Linked DNA regions of Macaca mulatta: region 1 is linked to region 2. A link is a contact called in public Hi-C data. All regions are on one chromosome and are shown on one strand. The core of a region is the stretch at or near the end of the contact, and the rest is flanking DNA. Distances in the headings are between cores, read along the strand shown. Region 1 holds the start of SLC25A46 (solute carrier family 25 member 46). Region 2 holds the start of MAN2A1 (mannosidase alpha class 2A member 1).

Region 1 (5,720 bases), core at 2,513-5,012, 1.0 Mb after region 2:
TTGGAGAAATACAGGATGATAGAGCTTCATAGTGCTCTAGAGACTACTGATTAAATGATATGAACAGATTTAGTAATATAGAAAGATCTTTATTGCTGTCTGCCCATAACTAAACTTGCTCTATTATTTTTTTTCCTAAAATAATTTTTCTTCTTAGGAAAAAAAGCTAAGTTTTTTAGAGCAATCAAATAAAAAGTGAAACTATGCAAGTCCATGCTCAGATATAATAACATCATTTTAGCATATTCTTCTATTGTGTATCTGTTAATATTTTTAAAAGGAAGATCATACTGTACATGTTTTAAATTGAACATATTTTCATGTCATTTAATATTCATCTCTAATGTAATCTATAAACGTCTTCACTCTGAACTCTTCTCATCTCCATTACACTATCACTCTAGATGAAATTATTACTATCTTTTGCCTCAGCTGCTTGCCTTTAGTAGGTGGAAACCTTTACTCTTCCCCATACAGAAGCCAGGTGCATTCCTATAAAATATCAACATAGTCACATTACTCCTCTACTCTCAAAAAACCTAAATTTTGTTCACCACTGGCAAGGCTTTGCAAGATCTGGCACCTAGCCCCCTTTCAGCTCTCATTTCCTATCACTTTCACCCTTTCTCACTGGCTACCTAGTTTGCTATCAGGGCCTTTCTCCTGCTCAGCTCTGCCTGGCTCCCACATATTCACAGATGGGTCACTCTCTCACTTCATTCAGTTCTCTGCTCAAAGGTCACTTCTTCAAAGAGTACTTCCTTATTCTAAAAAAGGTTTCTTTATTGCTCACTTAAGCTTTTTTAATATAATTATGTCATTATTTGACATGGCACTATATTTGACAGGATGTATTTATCTGTTATTTGTCTCCCTAAACTAGAATGTCAGTTCTAACAATGCAAGCACTTTTTCTGGCTTATTTATCACTCTAGCCTCATTGCTTAAAATAGTATCTGACACGAGATAGGTGCTTAATAAATATATTTTGGTTAAACAACTCTATGGATATATACTTTTAATAATAAATTATTAATCAAAAATAATTATTTGATAGTTGCATTCCTGCTTATTTTTTCCTATTATGAGCAATCATGCCATAAACATATGTATGTTATCCATGCCAGAAACATGTAAAAAAAACCCTATATTTGTTTTCTAAGATTTTGGAGTCAAAAAATATGGTTATTTTTACAGTTTTTGATACATAGTGCCAAACTGCTGTCCATCAGAAAGTTATGTTTTATATCACTTCAGAAATTAATGAAAGATACTTTCTTCTAACCTGGAAAGATTTTTCCCTTTTAAACATCTTAATATGTGAAAGACAATTGTTGTTAAGATTTACCTTTTTTTCGATTAGTAAAGGACATTTTTATATGATATTATCTATTTACATTTCCTTTTTTTTTTTGCATGAATTGCCTCTACATGTCCTTTGCTCATATTTCTGATTTGCCTTTATTCATTGGTATGAACTCTTTGTACATTAAAGATACTAATCCATTGTTTAAACCATGTTAAAATGTCATTTTTCTTAGTTTGTGATTTGCCTTTCAATTGTAATTACTATATATTTTAAAATTTACTACATAGAAATTTAAATTTTATACAGTCATATTGATTATAGTCTTTTACTGATTTCTTACATGGCTTTTGACTTTGCTGTACTCTTAGAAAACTTTCCAACTCACTGTTTAAAAGGCATCCACCTCGCCGGGCGCAGCGGCTCACACCTGTAATCCCAGCACTTTGGGAGGCCAAGGCGGGCAGACCATGAGGTCAGGAGATCGAGACCATCCTGGCTAACACGGTGAAACCCCGTCTCTACTAAAAAAAAAAAAAAAAAAAAAAAATTAGCCGGGCGTGGTGGCGGGCACCTGTAGTCCCAGCTACTCGGGAGGCTGAGGCAGGAGAATGGCGTGAACCCAGGAGGTGTAACTTGCAGTGAACCGAGATCACACCACTGCACTCCAGCCTGGGCCACAGAGCAAGACTCTGTCTCAAAAAAAAAGGCATTCGCCTATATTATTTTCTTCCAGTATTTAATTTTTAAAAATTTAAGAAAAATACAGTATATTGCAGCTTTACTTTCAGGGTAAGCTGTGAGGTAGGGCTCTTATTGCCTTGCTTTCCCCCTCAACTGGCTACCCAGCTGCTCTCCGTTCAATAATTCATCCTTTCTCCACTCATATGGATGTGAAATTCTGAGATGCCACTGTTTTTATATTAAAAGTACAGACATAATTAGACCTTCTTACCTTTCTCCTTAAAAAAAAATAGCTTACGACCTGAAACAATACCATCCTTGAGCCAATCATTCCAAAGGAATAGATAAATATTTTTTATGTTTGATATTAACTATCCAGTAATTTGGTATTAGTACACCAGTAATACTCAACACCTTTGAGTATTGTCAAGAGACTCAACACCTTTGTCCATGCTGCATCGCAATCAAATTTAAGAATGTCAATTCGTTATTTAAAAATGTTAATTGTACAAACATTCCAATTACACTCTTCTTCGTTATTTAAAAATGTTAATTGTACATTTTTAAATAACGAAGAAGAGTGTAATTGGATTGTTTGCAACAGAAAGGATAAATGTTTCAGGTGATGGACATCCCATTTACCCAAATGTTATTATTACACATTGCATGCTGTATCAAAATATCTCATGTAACCCATAAATATATACACTTATTACATACCCACAAAAAATAAAAGTAGTGATAAAACTGTAAACAAAAATGTCACTTCGCTCAAAACAAAGCTGATTATCACTTTCAATCAAGGTTCGCATCTGGAAGGTCGAGAACAGCACGTCAGAGTTCTCTTGGAAAAGCTCTAGGAATCCTGGGCGTCCATCGAGTTGAAGGAACATAGGATGAACCCATGGAAGGCTTCCTCAGATCTGAGGAGGGAGCCTGCCCCAAGAGCCCGTGGACCTAATGAAAACAGGTAGTAGGGGACCCTCTACAGAACTCTTCTCAGTTATTTAATTAGAGGTCCCGATTTTGAAAGATACAACTGGGATTTCAATACCCTGAGTGATTTAGATACATCGGGAAAAATACGACAGAAAACTAGTTTCTTTACAGCCTTAGAAAAGTAAAACCCGTAATTCCTCACTCCACGAGGGCAGTATTCGAGTACGTGGGTTTCCTTCTCCCCCGACGTTCACCTGAACTTTTAAAATGCTTGCTCTGGTGGTCCATAGCACTTTCGCGCTCACTGGGCGGTACCATATCTCTCAATAGATTTTATCCAAAACCGCAAGTGCGGGAGACAAAGCTAGGTAGAAGGTTACCAACCCTCCACAACTCCAACCTTTACTAGCTTCCTCGGAGCAGGTGAGGCACCAGCCCCGTGAGAATACACTGAGATCTGGGGCGTAGCTGTGACATGAGGTATTTCTGGCCGAGATCTCACCGGGTAAGCTCCACTCGCGGGTTATCGGCTCCCTCCAAGAAGCATCTTTGACCTCCTCCCATGTAGGCCCTATTCCTACACCAATTCTCTTTCTGGAATCTCTTTGGTACCGTGTTTCATTAATCCCACAACCATATTCCCACCTATTCCCTAATGACAACAAAGTTTTAAGTTATAGGTTACCGCCGTGTCTCCCTAGCAACCGTGCCCACTAATGGTTGCCGGAAGAGGCTATAATCACGTGCTCCCAAGACTTCCGGGTTTCTAACGTGACTTCCGGTTGTCAGAATATCCCCCAGACGCGGCGGCTGCCTAGGGGAAACTGTGTGGTCTTAGGTCGCGGTGGCCCGGGTGGTGGTGGGCTCCGGGCGGGCTCGCGTCATCCTGCCCCCGCTGCAATGCATCCGCGGCGCCCGGACGGATTTGATGGCTTGGGCTACCGGGGCGGTGCCCGGGACGAGCAGGGCTTCGGCGGCGCTTTCCCTGCAAGGTCCTTCAGCACCGGGGCGGACCTGGGCCACTGGGTGACGACTCCCCCAGACATCCCCGGCAGCCGCAACCTGCACTGGGGCGAGAAGAGCCCCCCCTACGGCGTGCCCACCACCTCCACCCCGTACGAAGGCCCCACGGAAGAACCCTTTTCCACTGGCGGCGGCGGCGGTGTGCAGGGGCAGAGCAGTGGTGAGAAGCACGGGGACCGACGCAGGGATGGTGGGTTAGTGGGGCGGCGGCTTGAGGCCTGCAGACCCCGGAAGCGGCGCAGAGGGTCCCGCCTCCTGCTCCTTTTCATCCTATCGGGCGCCACACCCTTTGCCCTCCTTCGTCCTCTGCCCCTGAAGCCGGCCTTCTCCCTCTTCCTCACGCAAACGAATTCTCCTGGATCAATTCCAAAAAAGACATCTGCCTTAGCTATGGGGTACATAGTAGGAATTTTTAGAGGTTTTGGTGTCCCAACTGATGGCCAGAGTTAAAAAGGAGTTTGGATTATTTACTGTTACCTGATTAACTTTGGCAGCTGTATTTTCTCGATTTAATTAATTAATGAATGTGTTTACTCGTAGTTTTGTGTTCTGAAGAGAGAAGCCTTTCAGCATAAGCAAATTTGGGTTCAAACTTGGTTGTGCCACTCGTAATCTGAACAACTTAACCTCTGTGAGCCCTCAGTTTTCTCATCTTTAAGATGTGTAGAAGAATCCAGTATGGGATACATAGGCAAAAAAAAAAAAAGTTTCCTTCCTTTTCCTTTTTAAACACAGGAGTTTTATCTGCTTTTCAGATCCCCAGTCTAGAAAGTTTCCTTCCTATAATTTTCCCTTCTGCTTTCTTTCTTCTGACCTAAAAACTACATATAAAAGTTAGAAACATGAATACAATTTCAAGATAGGACTTTGGAATCATGACATAATTATTCTCTATGGGATATCAGAAAAGCTGCAACACTGCATAATGTACATATTTTCAACATCCTTTTTTATTCATAAAGAATAATAGCTACTTCTTTCTATTCTGCAATTGTTAGAATAATAGATTAATGGTATTATTTAATATTAAATTTATTGTAGATATCGGCTTTATTCTCATTTCCTCGACTTTGACTTGGAAATAAAATAATATTTATTCAACTAGGAAGAATAGACTTTAACGAATGCCTAGTGAGTAAATGAGAATGTGAAGAAGGATAGATGACTTACCTAGCTAATTGTCATACAATTAGCTTTTTGACTCTTCGCTGTTTTTTGTTTTTTGCTTTTTTCCCGTTGTGTCGTACTAGTCCCAATACTAGTCCAGAAGAATACTGGAAAGGTTTTACAAGTTATAAATCAAATAATTCAAAAATGCATATACCGTTGCTACACAGTTATCTTCTTAGGCAGTAAAGTTTATGTTTTTATCTTTTCATAAGTTATGCTTTGATGGTTACAATGAGGAAGAGTTCCTTGACACAACCAGGGGTTAATTTTGCAGCCGTAAGAGGTGTGTGAATGTTAATTTTGCAACAAACTTAGACACCAAAGAGATTTACACAGTAAACAATAGTAAATCTTCCTAACACCTTCCAGAAAATGTTAGTAGCATTTTCTGTTACTGTTTGGGGATGATCTATACATATAAAAAGAGTAAGGTTGGGCGCGGTGGCTCACACCTGTAATCCCAGCACTTTGGGAGGCCTAGGAGGGCGGATCCCGAGGTCAGGATATCAAGACCATCCTGGCTAACATGGTGAAACCATAAATTAGCCAGATGTGGTGGCGGGCGTCTGTAGTCCCAGCTACTCGGGAGGCTGCGGCA
Region 2 (5,626 bases), core at 375-2,874:
GTGAAAAACTGAGAATGTGTATGAATTTAATAGCAGTTATAATTTAGTAACATGAAAATTAAAATTTTGTTTCTCAGCATCATTCTTGTCGCTACAATAAACCAGAGCTTTTAGAATTCTACAGAATATCTCTGGTTCTCATGCCATAACTCTGAGAGTTAAAAAACCTGTGCTTTCATTTCTCTTTATAACTAACCACTCAAAAGAATCCATCCCACACCAGTCTTTCTAGTCACCTTTACAACCATAGCAGTCAAGTGTAGCAGCCACTTGGGCCCCCAAGGCACAGGCTTCAGTTGGCACTTCATCAGGATCAACCACAGGTAATTGCTTAATTGAGATGCCCAGCATGTCATGAATTACATTTCCCTTTGGCAACGAGCTCAAGCTCAAAACCTCAATCAAACTGACCTTTAATCCCATCTTTGCAGGTCTATTTCTTGGGACTATTCCTGGGACAGGGAAGGCTTAATAAAAAGAATTATTAACTATAATAGAGAATTAGAGTAATGAAGGATTCACTAGTGAAAAGAGAACTTCAAAGAATATAGCAACAGCAGGTATAAGGAGCTAACCTTATAACTAACTCTTGGACTGAGAGACAGAGTGCCCAATGAAGAATCTCCCCAATTCCTCCCAGGGCTAAGATCTAGACCTTTTTGGAGAGGGCATGACCTGGCTCACTGAATGGCAGAGAAGTCACCATTGGGCTACGCCTGCAAAGCTTGTGGAACATGTGCCCTCTGCAACTTGCTGCAAATACCTCTAGGGTACCAGGGAAGTTATGCATGGGGTAGTGTCTCACCTCCTCTACAAAGCTCCTGGAGTTGGGCACGGGAGAGGAAATTGCTAGTTACTGAGCACTATAGGATCTTGGCACTGGAGAAAGCCAGGTATGCTGCAAAAGCCTATCAATACACAGAAACCAGGAAGCAAAATCCTTTTTTTCTGTAATGTCTCTTCAGCGCCCTCTACTGACAAAGCTTCAGTCCCAGAAGGCAAACGAAAAACTGTTTAAAAGGCTCAGATCCATTTTTACAGTGCAGTCAAAAAGGGTGAATTTGGAGCTGAGAGGCAATCAATAACTGGCACAAGCATCACTTCTCAGATTACACTCATGGAATTCGCAGTCAGATGTTTCTACATGTGCCTGGACGGCCCTTTGTCAGTCTCCTTTCCCCCAGGTTTCAACAGGCTGTGACCAAAGGAGGAAATAGCCCGAAGAGAATGTGCAAGCCCTCTTCTCTTGCATTTCCTCCAGCCCTTCACTAAGTACTCTTCCAGGCACGCCAGGCCCGAGTGTCCTAGGATAGGAAACCTGGGCAACAAAGGGAAGTGGGGTGTAAGTTCAACCCCCTGTTGGACGTGGGGTGCTGGCGCCTGAACGCCTCCGAAGGCCTCAACTCCCAGAAAGCTGCCTGCCAGGTCACAAGAGCCTTGTGAGGTCTTCCTACCGCCGGGACACTGGGAGGCAGGCGCGGGGCGGGTCCGGCCGGTGACGCTCTGCGATTGGGCGCCGGGGGGCCCGCCCCCTCAACTCGGAGCGCCGGGAGGGGGCGGGGCCAGCCGCCCGCTCGGCTCAGGGGCTGTCGGCGCTTATTGACCCGGCGGCCGCCGCGCCGCCGCTGTCTCCTCCTGCTCGTAGCAGGCGGTGCTGGAGCGCCAAGTGGCGCTGGAGAACCGGCGCTTCCTTTCGCCGCTGCCGCCGCCATCTCCGCGTTTGTGGGGCGGGAAAGAGGGAGGGGGATCGCGGCTGCAGCTGGAGCGGGCTTCTCTCCGGGGACGGTCCTTTTCTCCCTGCTCTCCTTTTCCTTCTCCCCGCGTTGCCACCGCCCGCCCCCTGCACCTCCCCGCGCAGCCTGGGTTCGGGAGGGGGAAGGTAGAGACGGCTGGGGGCGGGAGAGGCCGGCAAGCGGATGCTAGCTCTGAGGAAACTCATCAATTCGTGCGCCCCGGAGTCCAGGGTACACACCGGCCCAGTGGCGGCGGCGGCGGCGGCGGCGGCAGGAAGGGGCTCAGTTGGGGGAGGCGGGGGCGGTGCCGCGGGGGCGGGCCCGACCGTCCCGGCTAGAAGTTGTAGGGCTAGGTTCTTCACGACCCTGTTCCTTTCTCCTCCGCTTCTCTGACCTAGCTGCGCGGCCCCGGCCCGGGAACTGCCGAACCCGCGCCTCCCCTGGGTGAGGAGGACACGCCTGCCCTCGTCGAGAAAACTTTTCCTGCCGACTCAGTTGGCGCGGCGGTGGCAGGAAGTGCGGGCAGCGACCTCTCCTCCGCCTGCCCCGCGCGCCCTGCCGGAGGTCGGCGCTGAGCTTACGATCAAGTTTGTGGGGGCCCCTTCCCAGCTGCCGGCGAGTCTCGCCTCGAGAGGGGCGCCCGGCCCCGGGGAGGGCGGCAGGCCAGGGCGAAGGCCAAGGGCGTGTGGTGGCGCCGGAGACTTAGGTGCGGAGCACGGCTGGGACTAGCACCCGCAGCCGACAGCGCGGAGGGCGCGCAGCCTGGGAGAAGGGAGCCTCCGGCGGCTGCTTCCTGGAGTCAACAGTCCGCTGTCTCCTCTGGCTGAGGACAGTGTCCTGGCCCCGAGTCTATCGAGGAAAATGAAGTTAAGCCGCCAGTTCACCGTGTTCGGCAGTGCGATCTTCTGTGTGGTGATTTTCTCGCTTTATCTGATGCTGGACCGGGGTCACTTAGACTACCCCAGGAACCCGCGCCGCGAGGGCTCCTTTCCTCAGGTAAGCACCTGGGAAGGGGGCGCGGGGCTCCGAGGGGCCAGGCGTGCGGGCCCCTGGTTACCGGGGGGGCCAGGCGTGCGGGCTCCTGGTTACCGGCTCCTCCCCGACCTCTTCCTCCTGCCGCGGCCCCACACCGGTGCTGGGCGAGGCCAGGCCAGGGGAGGGTCCCAGCCGCCGCCAGCCGGGGCTCTGTAGCTCTCGGACGGCAATGATCATCTCTTGGGAGCCATCTCGCCCGGGCGCGCCGAGTTAACAAAGTGCCGGGCGGCGTGCGGCGGCGGCATCGCTCTCAGGGAAGTGGCCATGTTCCGGCATTCGCACCCGGCCTGTTGGGGTGGCTTCGGGCACCTGCTGGCGGGGGAACGGGCGCGGCGTGAGGCGCCCCCCCAGCCCGGGGCCCGCGTATGGCGGTGGGGTCGTTCTCGGCTCTTACGGGGTTAAGTCGCCCGCACAGTCCAGACCCCTACGCTCACCGAGTCTCGGAAATGGATCAAACCGACCCCACCTAGCCTTATTATTATTTTTTTTCTTCCCCACTGCCTCTGAAGAGAGAGAAGTTTATTTCGTGTTGCAGCCGTTTTAGATGTGAATCTGTAGGTTGATTTTAGTGTCGTCATTCTTCAGCTATTACCTCTGGATTGTTTGTAGCAGACATGGGGAACCGAGTGGGGAAGCGCGTGTTATACTCCGGCCGAAAGCTGTGGGGCGCTCAGCCCTGCGTCCAGTGGTAAAATTGGTAAATGAGTTGGGAAAACGACCCATCCAAAGTCTTATTTAAAGTTACCGAAAATAAGCAAAGCGGACACAATCTGTTCCCTTTGGAAGGGTACCCGCCGCGCGGCATGTGCGAGTTCAGTTTCAAGTTATTTGCCAATAACCTGTGCACTTCAGAAATTGGGGTGGAACTGGGTATTATGTAGTGTGCTCTGGAACGGATGAACCTGAAGAACTCAAACCCTGACAGGGCAATCTAACTATTCCTACTTGACTTACGAGAGAGAGAGAAGCCTAGACGTGAAGTTGATTTTTTTTTCTCTTTTGTGACAACTTAAATGACCAAAGAATATTCTTGCCATTTTTTTTCTATTATGCTAGAGCAAATGGCATGAATTTAATTGAGATTAAAGGACAAACTTTACTGGAATTATTTTGAAAGTGAAAAAAGACCCTTTTATGGGTGCTATCATCAATACAGAGCACTCAACATGTTTTGTCGGTGAGAGGTATTAAAAATCTTGCTGCAGAGAGATGTATCAAAATTTTAAAAGCCTCTGCTTTCCTTAGGTAGTATGACAGAGAAAATAGAAACAAGCACTATGGGCATCTTTAAATCTTGAGCTCAAAGCTTGTCCAGTGCTTCTTGATGAGGTTGGAGAGAACAGTTGGAAAAAGGTAAGGAGTTTTAAGCTTAGCTTGATATGTTGTGTAATTTTGGGATTGAAATTACTGTAATTTTTTTCCCTCCAGTAACCTCATTTTCAGAATTTCCTCCATTACAAGAAAATCATAAAAAGTGATATATTTTACTTAAAGCATTTCCTTAAATAATGTCCTTTGGCTTTGGCTTGATGATCACTTGAAAATGATTTATGCAAACATCTGGACCTGGGTTTTCTGGCAACCTTGACATTTTCTCTATTTCTAAAGACGTGAGTGACTCATTCAGTTACTGGGAAATCTTAGGCAAAGCTAATTCCAATATTGTAATACCCATCCTTAGTCCTCAATGAGAGGCTGAAGTTCTGCTTTAAGTGTAAGAGCAGAACTTCATCACCTTTCATTTGATGAAAGGTGAAAGTGGCTGCTGGAGAAGGCTGTTGGTACTGAACTGGGAGGTAGAGCATTTTGTATTTAAGATTGCCTTTCTCAGATTTTCTATACTGGATTTTCACTGCAGAAAGAAGAAATTCTTTGAGTGCCCGGAAGGCCGCTGACTCCCCAAGCAGACAGACATTTTAAGACCCTTCTGTAAGCTTAACCGTTATGTGTGTGACATTAGCCTTCGTATCTTAGGTAAACTTCAGTGGGCGAGGGAACTGAGGCACGGAGAGATTAATTAGCTTGCCCAAGGTCACACAGCTGTAAGCTGAGATTTGAACAGGTAGCCTTTGTAGCCCAGGCTCCCAGCCACTATGTTGTCGTGCCTCTTAGGAATCTGTTGCCTACTGTTTAGGCTGCCATCTGCTTATGGAAAGACCTGATGTAAAATAGAAAGCAGTGATCCTCAACCTTTTTGTACCGGGGACTGGTTTCCTGGAAGACAGTTTTTCCACAGACAGGGGTGGGGTTGGGGGGGAGTCGGAGGTTTTGAGGATGAAACTGTTCCACCTCAGATCATCAGGCATTAGATTCTCATAAGGACCATGCGACCTAGCTCCCTCGCATGCGCAGTTCACAGTAAGGTTTGGGCTCTATGAGAATCTAATGCTGCTGCTGATCTGACAGGAGGTGGAGCTCAGGCTGTAATGCTTGTTGACCTGCTATGCCACTCACCTCCTGCTGTGTGGCCTGGTTCCTAACAGGTCCACGGCCCTGGGATCGGGTACCCCTGATGCAGAGCATGTTGCTCTCTGGTACTTTAGCTTATAACTAAAGGAACTTCTATTCTGAAGCCATAATGAATGTGGTCCTTTTTCTGAAACATTTACCACTTGAGATTTATACCTTCCCAGAATGTCTGAGCTCATTTCAGAGCTAAACATTATAATGAAAACCATTATGTAGTCCAGCATCCAGAACTTGAGTTGATTCTTTTTTTGATTTTTATTTATTTTTTTTCACTGCTTCTAACTTAATAACACCAAACATAGTAAAAGAAGGTTGCAATACATTTCTTTGGCAAGTTTGGGTACTGAATTTTTTCTTGAGTTTTAGTAGAGCCAAGCAGGTTGGTCACT

The links. A called contact is a pair of places that touch in the nucleus more often than the background predicts.
Region 1: a Hi-C map of fetal cortex germinal zone shows a contact between it and region 2, with 5 times the contacts expected there. The contact joins the promoter of SLC25A46 here to the promoter of MAN2A1 in region 2. A contact is called at or near these places in 2 of 14 Hi-C or Micro-C datasets (fetal cortex germinal zone and fetal cortical plate).

Annotation. Positions count from the first base shown.
Region 1 is chr6:119,553,649-119,559,368 of T2T-MMU8v2.0, forward strand. It overlaps SLC25A46 (solute carrier family 25 member 46), which reads left to right and starts at 3,763. Exons shown (of 8, transcript NM_001266009.2): 1 at 3,763-4,112. The coding sequence starts at 3,830. TMEM232 (transmembrane protein 232) reads right to left here and starts at 3,644. Exons shown (of 14, transcript XM_078004471.1): 1 at 3,432-3,644; 2 at 2,711-2,802.
Region 2 is chr6:118,517,846-118,523,471 of T2T-MMU8v2.0, forward strand. It overlaps MAN2A1 (mannosidase alpha class 2A member 1), which reads left to right and starts at 1,625. Exons shown (of 22, transcript XM_015140548.3): 1 at 1,625-2,729. The coding sequence starts at 2,595. LOC114678876 reads right to left here and starts at 3,012. Exons shown (of 1, transcript XM_028849639.2): 1 at 1-3,012. The coding sequence starts at 1,939. The coding sequence ends at 1,580.